Linked DNA regions of Mus musculus: region 1 is linked to region 2. The links are chromatin contacts, called in public HiChIP or PLAC-seq maps. All regions are on one chromosome and are shown on one strand. The core of a region is the stretch at or near the end of the contact, and the rest is flanking DNA. Distances in the headings are between cores, read along the strand shown. Region 1 has its middle 30 kb from the start of Gm30395. Region 2 has its middle 84 kb from the start of Gm51411.

Region 1 (4,423 bases), core at 1,120-3,619, 580 kb after region 2:
GGGACAGGATTGCGTGTACACTGCCCGCGGAGACTGATTGGTTGGTTATGAGAACCAGCACGAGCAATCGTGGAGGCCTGAGACTAATGAGCCCCATGATGTGCCGTCTGCAAGTTACTTGCTGCTGATGCCATACAGAGTAAGGACCAGGGAAGCACGAGTATTTGCCCTGTCCTGGGTCTCCCCAGCTTTGAGCAGAAGCTTTGTGCCAATGTGAGGAAGAGAGTAGAGGAGGTGGAGAGAATGTGGGTGTCTCAGCTCAAGCAGAGAGATGGAGAAGAGACACCTCCTCCTTCTTGCTCTTTTAAGGCCTCTGTGGTTTGGACAGTGCTGTCCACACTGCTAAAGGAAATCTTTTCACTCAGTCATGGAATTAAAGTCCAACGTCTTGTAACTTACCCCCTGTGGACATACTAAGAATTCATGTCTGACCCAATATCTGAGCACTGTGGGGTGAGTATATCCTGGAGGTTTATTTTCTAAGGCTGGGGTAGGGCTCAAGGAGTAGAGACTATCACAGGTTAGCCTAGAGGGAAGTTATAGTATCCTGGAGTCCTGACCTTCCTGCATAGACGGATGCTCAGAGAAGGTTGGGTCTCAGGAATGATTGTGTATGCATGGGCACAGATCTCTAGAAAGTATGACTACCTACAAATGGGTCCACTCTGTGAATAGCCAGTTCCCTCTGCCTTCCCACCATAATATTATTATAACGCAGCAAAGACCTCTCATCAGGTTCTGGGCACCACACCACTATGAGCCAAGTGAACTTTAGTACCCAGTACTTTAGTTACCCAGTCTCTGATATGCTGTTATAGTAACACAACATGAGCATCACTGAGAAGTTATTTCTCTGCCAGTAAAATGAACCAGTTCAATCCAGATTAAAACATATATAAGTGCAGGCTTATTGGGAAGCTGTTCTAGGGCAGATTAGTTCACTGGCCCCATGGAGGTCAGGGAAATTGCCATGAGAAAGGAAATGGAGGCAAGGGAAGAGAGAGAGAGAGAGAGAGAGAGAGAGAGAGAGAGAGAGAGAGAGAGAGAGAGAGAGAGAGAGAGAGAGAAAACCAAAATATCTGGATTACATAAGTAAGAGCCTGTCAAGGAAGGGCAGCTCAGCCCCTGGGCTGGAAAGATTGGGGGTAGAGGTGGGGTGTGCCAGGTAGAGACTGAAGGATGCTAGGAGAACCTGGATGTCAGATCTACTTTGGTATGTAAAATATGTACATTGGCCATTTGTCCTGGGTCTGAAACCCAACTATCACTTAGGCCAAAATGACATCGAATCTCCATCATGTCCAACCAGTCCCACTTGGCTTCCCTTTCACTCTCAGGCTGAGGTATTTTGCCTCGTAGGTGTCCTACCCATGATTCAAGCAGCCTAATTCTCAGTTGGCTGACCCTTAAATCCAAGCCCACCTCTACTGTCTCTCAGAATAGTTGAAGACAGACTTACCTAGACACTTAGAAAGCACCACTGCGCAGGACCTACCCCGAAGTTTCTGAAGCAATCAGTCTGGTCCAGAGCCAGGTGACTCCAAATTCAGCCGAGGCTGCCATCTGTCTCCCTTCCCCTTCTCCTGATCCAATCCCTTTTCAAAGATTCAAGACAGCCTCGAGTTAGCCTGAGCTCCCTGAACAAAATCAAAGGTATGTGTTAGTGCTGTATCCCTTGCCTTTGGGGGTCAAATTCCATCCGTGTCTACCATTCTATCACTTTACATGCTGAGAAACCCTCTTCTCAGAAACTCCTATTTCCCAATCATGGTGTTCTGCCCCAGGACGATGTGCTTCTTGCCTGTAGGGCCAGGGACTTGAGAGTGATTTAATGAATCGATCCATCCTCCACATCTCTGATTTCTGATGCCTGAAGCAAGTTCTGGGGCTATCAACTCAGAACAAGCTAGAGACACTGGTGTGGGAGGAAGGGGTTAGACAGCCTCCTTCTTCATGTTCACAGCAAGTCACTCTGTGCAGACTGGGAGGATGCCCTGATGGAACTGCCATCATCTTTTTGGGTTGTCCTGGGAGGATCCTGCAGCTGGCCTGAAGCCATTATTCACTATACAGAATATAAAATGGTGTCTTTTATCAAGTCTGTTGGAACACACACACACACACACACACACACACACACGACACATTCTCATTCTTATTTTTAAGACACCAGATTGAAACTGACAGGGAGTGAATTTTGGGGAAGATGTTGGGAGAAACATGGATTTCACCTGTTGAGCTGTCTGAGTGCAAGGAATTTATAACAATGGCTTTGTCTGCTTTCCAACCAAATGCCTTTGGAAGCCCTCCAGCTGGCCCTTTGTGTCCTGACTGAGCACAAAAAGAATCTGGTGTCACAGTGAAGACTCAAGGAAGAGTATTGAATTGCAAATGTTCTCAGCAAATCTCTTGTTTGAGCAGCACAGCACTGTGGATCTGTCTAGGGCATCCCTGAAGAGGCAATCTTGAATCCTGCAGTGGACCATAATCCTCCACTGCTGCCTTGTGCCACAGGCAAGTTCTGGATGGTTCTGGGATCTGTTTGTCAGGAGTCAGGGAGGATTCTGAATGATGAAGGGAGCACTCAGAGCATGCTTCCAGGAACACCCACAAAGTCTTGCTCGTTTCATTTGGCTGCAGAACAATGAAGAATGAGAATTGGAGTTTTATGCTAATCAGGAATCTGTATAAAAATCTCTGTCGTTAAAAAAAAAATGCCCATCAAATCTGTTCACCCTGGTTGATGATGCGTCTCTGTTCTAATGGATGTCCCAAAGTTCCCAGCATGCCCAGGTCCCTAAGATCACTGGAAGCACCCTGAGTTTCCATTATAGCTCCTAAATGATAGGGTGGCTAGTTATGAACCATGTGGGTCAAAGGCCATCTGTTAATACAGTGTAGTTCCTGCTGAATTTGTTCCCTACCAGTCTCGTAAACAGTTCTGTGCATCTGGTAGAGAGTGAAATAAGAACCTATTTTAAGAAAGATTGTTTTCTCTGTGTTAATTGCTGTGTTGTAGTGTGAATTATATGTGAATTGACCTTGAGACACTAAAACATGGAGCAAAAGGAAGTGCCCAGAGACTCAGGAAATGATACCTCTAAATCAAAAGTTCTATGATAAGTGGATACAGGGAAATTAATTTGATATTTATAAGATCGTGAGTCTTCTTTGTGTTGCCAGCTACCAAGGGGGAGGTCAGAGGATAAGACATGAGCCCCATGGAGGTCTAGAGGATATTATATTCTGAGATTACTGCATTCAGAGATGCCTAGTCACAGTGGGGAGGTGCTTCCAGGAGCACTGTCTCAGGAAGTAGAGGACTCCTACAGGACATGATCAAAGTTGCTCACAGCAAGATGGCAGTGACTTCTCCCACCCTTCACTTAAGCATAGTAAAGTAGCATTAACTCTGTCCTTCAAACCAGCCTGTTCCCAGTGATATCAAAGACAAGACTGTTTCCGGAGCTGGTTTACAGGCACTATGCTGTCCGTGGTTTCACCTGTCTGTCTGGGCACTCTCGGAGAACAGGCCCAGACATAGAAGAAAAACTGAGACTTCGGCTATTCAGAAAGCTCCTCAGGATATCAGTGGTGAGCCTGAAGCCACCACTGAAACAGAATTTTCATAGATGGTTTGAGAAATGCCTATGGAGTTTTGTCATATCCTGGGAATGACTTCATGGCTTGCACAAACTATGAGAATCTGAACTAGCTTGTGATTCTCCAAGGAACGAGAGCTACTCTGTGGATTTCTGAATGTTAGATTCCAACACAAGACTTAGCCCAAAAGTCCTACATACATATCCATTTTTATAAATTTTTAATTGTTTGTGTGTCCTGCCATGAATCCTGAAGGCTATCAGAGGCACACTGCAGATTTTCCTTTCAGGAATATGTCCTTTCTCTTTTTTAATAGACAAACCTCCCACAGTGAGCAAGTGAAGGGACACAGCGACAGGTGCTAGGAGGAGTGTTCATCTGTGGAATCTTAATCCACTGCAGGCAGGGGAGTAATTAGTATAATCACCTTGGTAAACAGTTTGACATCAGTTCCTGAAGTCAAACACACATATGTTCCACTCCACAAACATCCCACTCCCAGGTAAGTACCCAAAAGTAATTCTCACTTGTGAGTGATCAGGGGCTCACACCAATCCTTGCCAACACCATGTGCAATAAGAAAAAGCTGGAAGGAAGCTGTGTACCCACTAGAAGTAGAATGGATCAATAAACTCTGGCACAGGCACATTGCAAAATGTTTGACAGAAATAAAGATCAGTAAATGCAATGCCTCTCCCAGTATGTCCTAGTACCGGTGATGTTATGTAAGTAGAATAGTAAGAGCTGGGTCCCAAGAAGGTACATGAAAAATACACCATTTTTATGAAGTTCATATCCAATTCCCTGGTCTCGTCCTCAG
Region 2 (4,276 bases), core at 1,673-4,172:
AGCACAATCCTGTAACACCATGCATTCCCAATGAGAAAGAAGAGGACACAGCAGTTGATACGGTGCCCGAGGCTACACTGCTAGGAACAGACACTGCTCCATGGTGAGCCCATGTGATCTTGCTCCCTGACCACTATCATCAGCTACCAACGAGGGCTGGGGGAGACTCCAGATCTGTTTCCATCTTCTGAAGGTCTGAGGGGTTGTTCACTAATTTACATAGTCAATTCCCTTCTGATGGACATCCAGACTACTGTAAATGAATAACTTAGTGTTTAATCTTTGTACGAGTTCTAGATACTTCCTTAAGGCAAATCTCTTGGAGTGGGATTATTACTTTTAAAATTCCAATTAATAGTTGATGGCTTGGGGGGTGCATAATAGAAGCTGCCTCCTGTGACATATGAGTAGCAAATGAGTAGAGTCCTAATAACAAAATATAGGTTCTTCCAAAGACAGAAATGTTGGAAGAGCATCTGAGGTTGCAAAGGAGATGTTAGGGAAGCTGGCAAGTGGAGAAAAAGAGAGAGACTCAGCAATAGGAAGAAAGCAACACATAGCTCCAGGCTCCTTAGGAGGCAGGGGTGATGGGGCTCAGAAGCCTCACGCAAAATATAAACTGGATGACCCTGGTGAAGACATGAGCAGTTCAACCATAGAATAAACCTCCTTTTTATAAGCCTCCTATTCATTTGGTTTGGTAAGACAGTGGCTCCTCTGAATTGTGGCTGGGCACCATTTTGAGAAATTACTTTTTTTTTTTTTTTTTTAAATAAGACTAAGTTACCATCACAGCCTGGTAGCTAGAAATGATCACAATAGAAACAGCTACAGAGGGTAGCTATGGAGACGGAGAGGGCACCGAAGAACCACAGGCTGCAGGAGTATTGTCCAAGCAGTGAAGATTGACACAGGAAGCCCCATCCTCAGTGGCTAGGGGATGAATCTATGATCTGAGTATATGCAGCGTCTGATAGTGTAGATTCTGAGATCAGCGGATGACCCAATTTCTGACATCATCTATGTGCCATGAGGTTCACTGCCAGCCACATTGGGAACAAAGCTGTGGCAGAACTAGAACACTCAGCTTCCACACCCTTATCTTTTCAATAGAGTGTCGCATCTCATTGGGATTTGAAAGCACCAGGACTGGTCATCCTGTGCAGATCTCAGTCCTCTGTTTGTTGCCCCCAGTCTCCAATACCCACAGAACCATCCTTGGCTAGAGTGTTAGCTACTCCAAGGTCTACAAATTGGGGGATCGTCACAAACATGAGAGAACCAGCCCCCACAAAGTCAAGTGTGGTCAGCAAGGCTGCTGCTATCCAACAGAGGAAGTCTAAAAGGAAGATAGTCTGGCAGGTACCTAATACCTGCTGCACCCATGATGAGCAACATTCTGAGTCTTAGGGAAGACAAGGATCTCTGACTTCAGAGGAATCCAACATGCCCCATGCAGATGACTTCAGCTTTAGATGGCCCAGGAAGGAGGTGGCGCCAAATGTCACCATCATTGTTACTTGTGCTTTGCCCTTTTATCTTTTAGTAGCTTTCAGTAGTATGTTGATGGGCAGCTTTTAAGAAGCTTTGTGGATTTACTTCTCATTCTGCTTCTAACATTTACCTAATTGCATTTGTGTATTTTTGTACAAGCTTTGTCACTAGCAAGAAAACAGACGACTTGGACGACTGTGGCTTGAAAATGCAATGCCCCCCAGAGACTTGTGTGTTTGAACACACAGTCTCTTGCTCATGGTGTTGTGTGTGGAATTTGTGAGCCCCTTAGGAAGTGGAGTCTTAACTGGAGGAAGTAGCTCAATGGAGGTGGGCCTTCCGGATTTATAGGCAGGTTCCACTTTCTTTTCTCTCTCTACTTCCTGACTGCTGCTGCAGTGTGACCAGTTGAGCTTACACTTCTGTCTTTCCCGACATGATGGACATGATCCTCTGGAACTGTAAGCCAGAATAAATCTTCCATTAAGTTGTTTTGGCTTGAGTGTTTTCTCATAGCAACTGAAGGAAAACTAAGACAATGACTCAAAGCCAGGCCTCTCTCCAACCCTAGTAGCTTTTTGAGGAGAAAGAGGGCGGAACACATAGACATACAGATCCACTTAATGAAAAGTCCTAGATTTATGGGCCTTTGAAAGGCATATTTTGTAAATCCCTTTACTGGGAACTGAAGTGAAAATAGAGGAGACTCCGAAGACTCCTGTTAGATCAACAGCAGAGCCGGGGACCAGGAAGGAGCAGAAGTCTACCTTTGACCTGCTTTTCCCCCGTGACATCAATTGGTCATTTGAAAAAGAACCTCCCCTGGAAGGAAGTGCTTTTCCTGGTACTTTCCTCAGGAAAAAGAGAGGCAATGGCAAGCCCAGCCCTCTGGTGTTCTGATAGACAGGGGTAATTGAGATATGAGACGCGCATAGGTGTCCTATTCTCATTATCCTGAGGCCAGAGTCACCTGGTCTCTGAGAATTTCCAGGGTACCTCAAGGCATCAGACATCTACTGAAAACATACTCAGGACCACAATCCTTCCATCTCAACTGGCCATGACCTCCAGAGGTCACACATCTGTCCTAGGAGCTACATGCATTTCCTCTCTTCCACATGGCAATGGACCCAGAGTCATGCCACAGTTGGGATATGAACTCTCACAGGGTCAAGTACACCAACATCTTCTTTAAATAATAAGAAGATTCACATATGCATGTCATCCTGCCTTCTGGCCCCATGTTACTTCATGTACAGCTCCATAGACATTTGTAGCCTCCCTCAGCCTTGAGCAGGCTGGCTCAGACCTGTTCTGCCACTGTGAACAAGACCAACTAGGGTGGAGTCTTCTGACCTAGATAGGTCTATTGTTCTGCCACCTGTGCTCTTCTCCAAGCAGCCACTACCTGCTGAGAGGCTGAAACCTTTCTTCCTGAGATAAGCAACACCCTGGACCAAGTGCTGGAAGGCTGGCGACAAAGCATCAAAAGCCTGGTGTTGTGGGGGATGGGCCTTCCCCCTTTATAAGCTCAGACTCTTAAGTAAACATTGGGCCTTGATCAGAAAATTTTGTCTTGGTCTCATTATTTCTCTTGCCGTCAATTCTCCATATAGCCCCAGCCTACCTTTCAAGAACCTGGTTTGTGTGGCCACAGACAGCCACAGACATTAGCCTCTCAGGCAAAAGACCACAAGAGGTCTCCAGGCCCAGAGTACTTCCCAGATAGTGGTATTTTAGATGTTGGTTCAGCACTCCTCAAAGCTTATGGAGTAGGGATACGGTATCCTGGAAGGAGTTTTGGGATGGGGTGGGGGTGGGGGAGGGTCAATCACAGCATTAGAAAGATAAATCATTTTGAACAGGTACCAGATCCTTTTAAAAGGTGGTGGAGCCATCTAATCCTCATCTGGGGTCCCTAGAAGGAAACCTTAAGACAAATACTTGAGTGCTGAGCTTGTGCCAGGAATATGATTCCAAGAAGTACTTGCTGAGAGGGGAGGAGACAGCAGGACAGTGAGCTGGGATTAGATAAAATAATACAGCGTCACTAGTAGTTAATTGCAGACAACAATGCTTAATGGGAAGCTCTGACATCCCACAGAAAGTATAGAGTCTAAAGCCACATACCCGGAGACAAAGGAATGTGGGTCCTTGTGTTGTTTAGTTAGTTAGTAGCAGAAGAATTCCCTAGGGAGATGAATGAGATCAAGGATTGTTGGGAAACACAGCTATTAAAGACTCAGTCTACCATGACCAAGGTTGGTACAAAATGGAGGACCTCTTTTTTCAGTGGGGCTTCTTCTTCTCCACTTGACCTTATCTGAGGAGTCTGACCCCACATCCTCTACCTGAGGAATGTCGCATAGTCCTTGGTGAAATCATAGGTTCAACTCCCTTTCCCCTGGAGGGGAAGGCCCTGCCTAACAAGCACCTGGAGTTCCTCTCCATGCAAATGAGGTATTCCCAGTACCTTAAGCCTCAGCCAATGAACATTCACCCCAAAAAAGAACCTCTTCCCACTCTCCAAGGTTTATATAGCCCTTGTTCACACTGAATAACGAATCCAAGCTTTCACCAGATATTGTCTAAGAGAGCTGTTTCACTGAATATCACCCATAAGAGCTGTAGCACTGAAATCCTTGGAGAAGACCTTCTCCTACCCGAGGCTCCACTCCATCCTCTTACCCTGATCACCCCGAGGGAGGAAGCAGAACTCAGAACCACAAAGTATGCCCTGGTGTCAGAAATAGCCCTTAGGTAAGGGGATAGAGGCTCCAAA

The links. HiChIP or PLAC-seq counts read pairs in DNA pulled down with a chosen protein or histone mark.
Region 1: an H3K27ac HiChIP or PLAC-seq map of embryonic stem cells shows a contact between it and region 2, with 2.6 times the contacts expected there. The contact joins two enhancer-like sites. A contact is called at or near these places in 1 of 484 Hi-C or Micro-C datasets (embryonic stem cells) and 3 of 115 datasets of contacts at active chromatin or transcription factors (astrocytes and embryonic stem cells).

The regions. Positions count from the first base shown.
Region 1 is chr7:138,151,317-138,155,739 of GRCm38.p6, forward strand. No RefSeq gene overlaps it. Among named protein-coding and RNA genes, the nearest start is that of Gm30395, 30 kb to the left of the region's middle. Within about 2 kb of position 2,370, at least 20 of the 459 cell types and tissues checked have an H3K27ac peak or open chromatin away from gene starts, as enhancers often do. A contact at or near this core is called in embryonic stem cells, where this site is marked.
Region 2 is chr7:137,567,474-137,571,749 of GRCm38.p6, forward strand. No RefSeq gene overlaps it. Among named protein-coding and RNA genes, the nearest start is that of Gm51411, 84 kb to the right of the region's middle. Within about 2 kb of position 2,923, at least 10 of the 459 cell types and tissues checked have an H3K27ac peak or open chromatin away from gene starts, as enhancers often do. A contact at or near this core is called in embryonic stem cells, where this site is marked.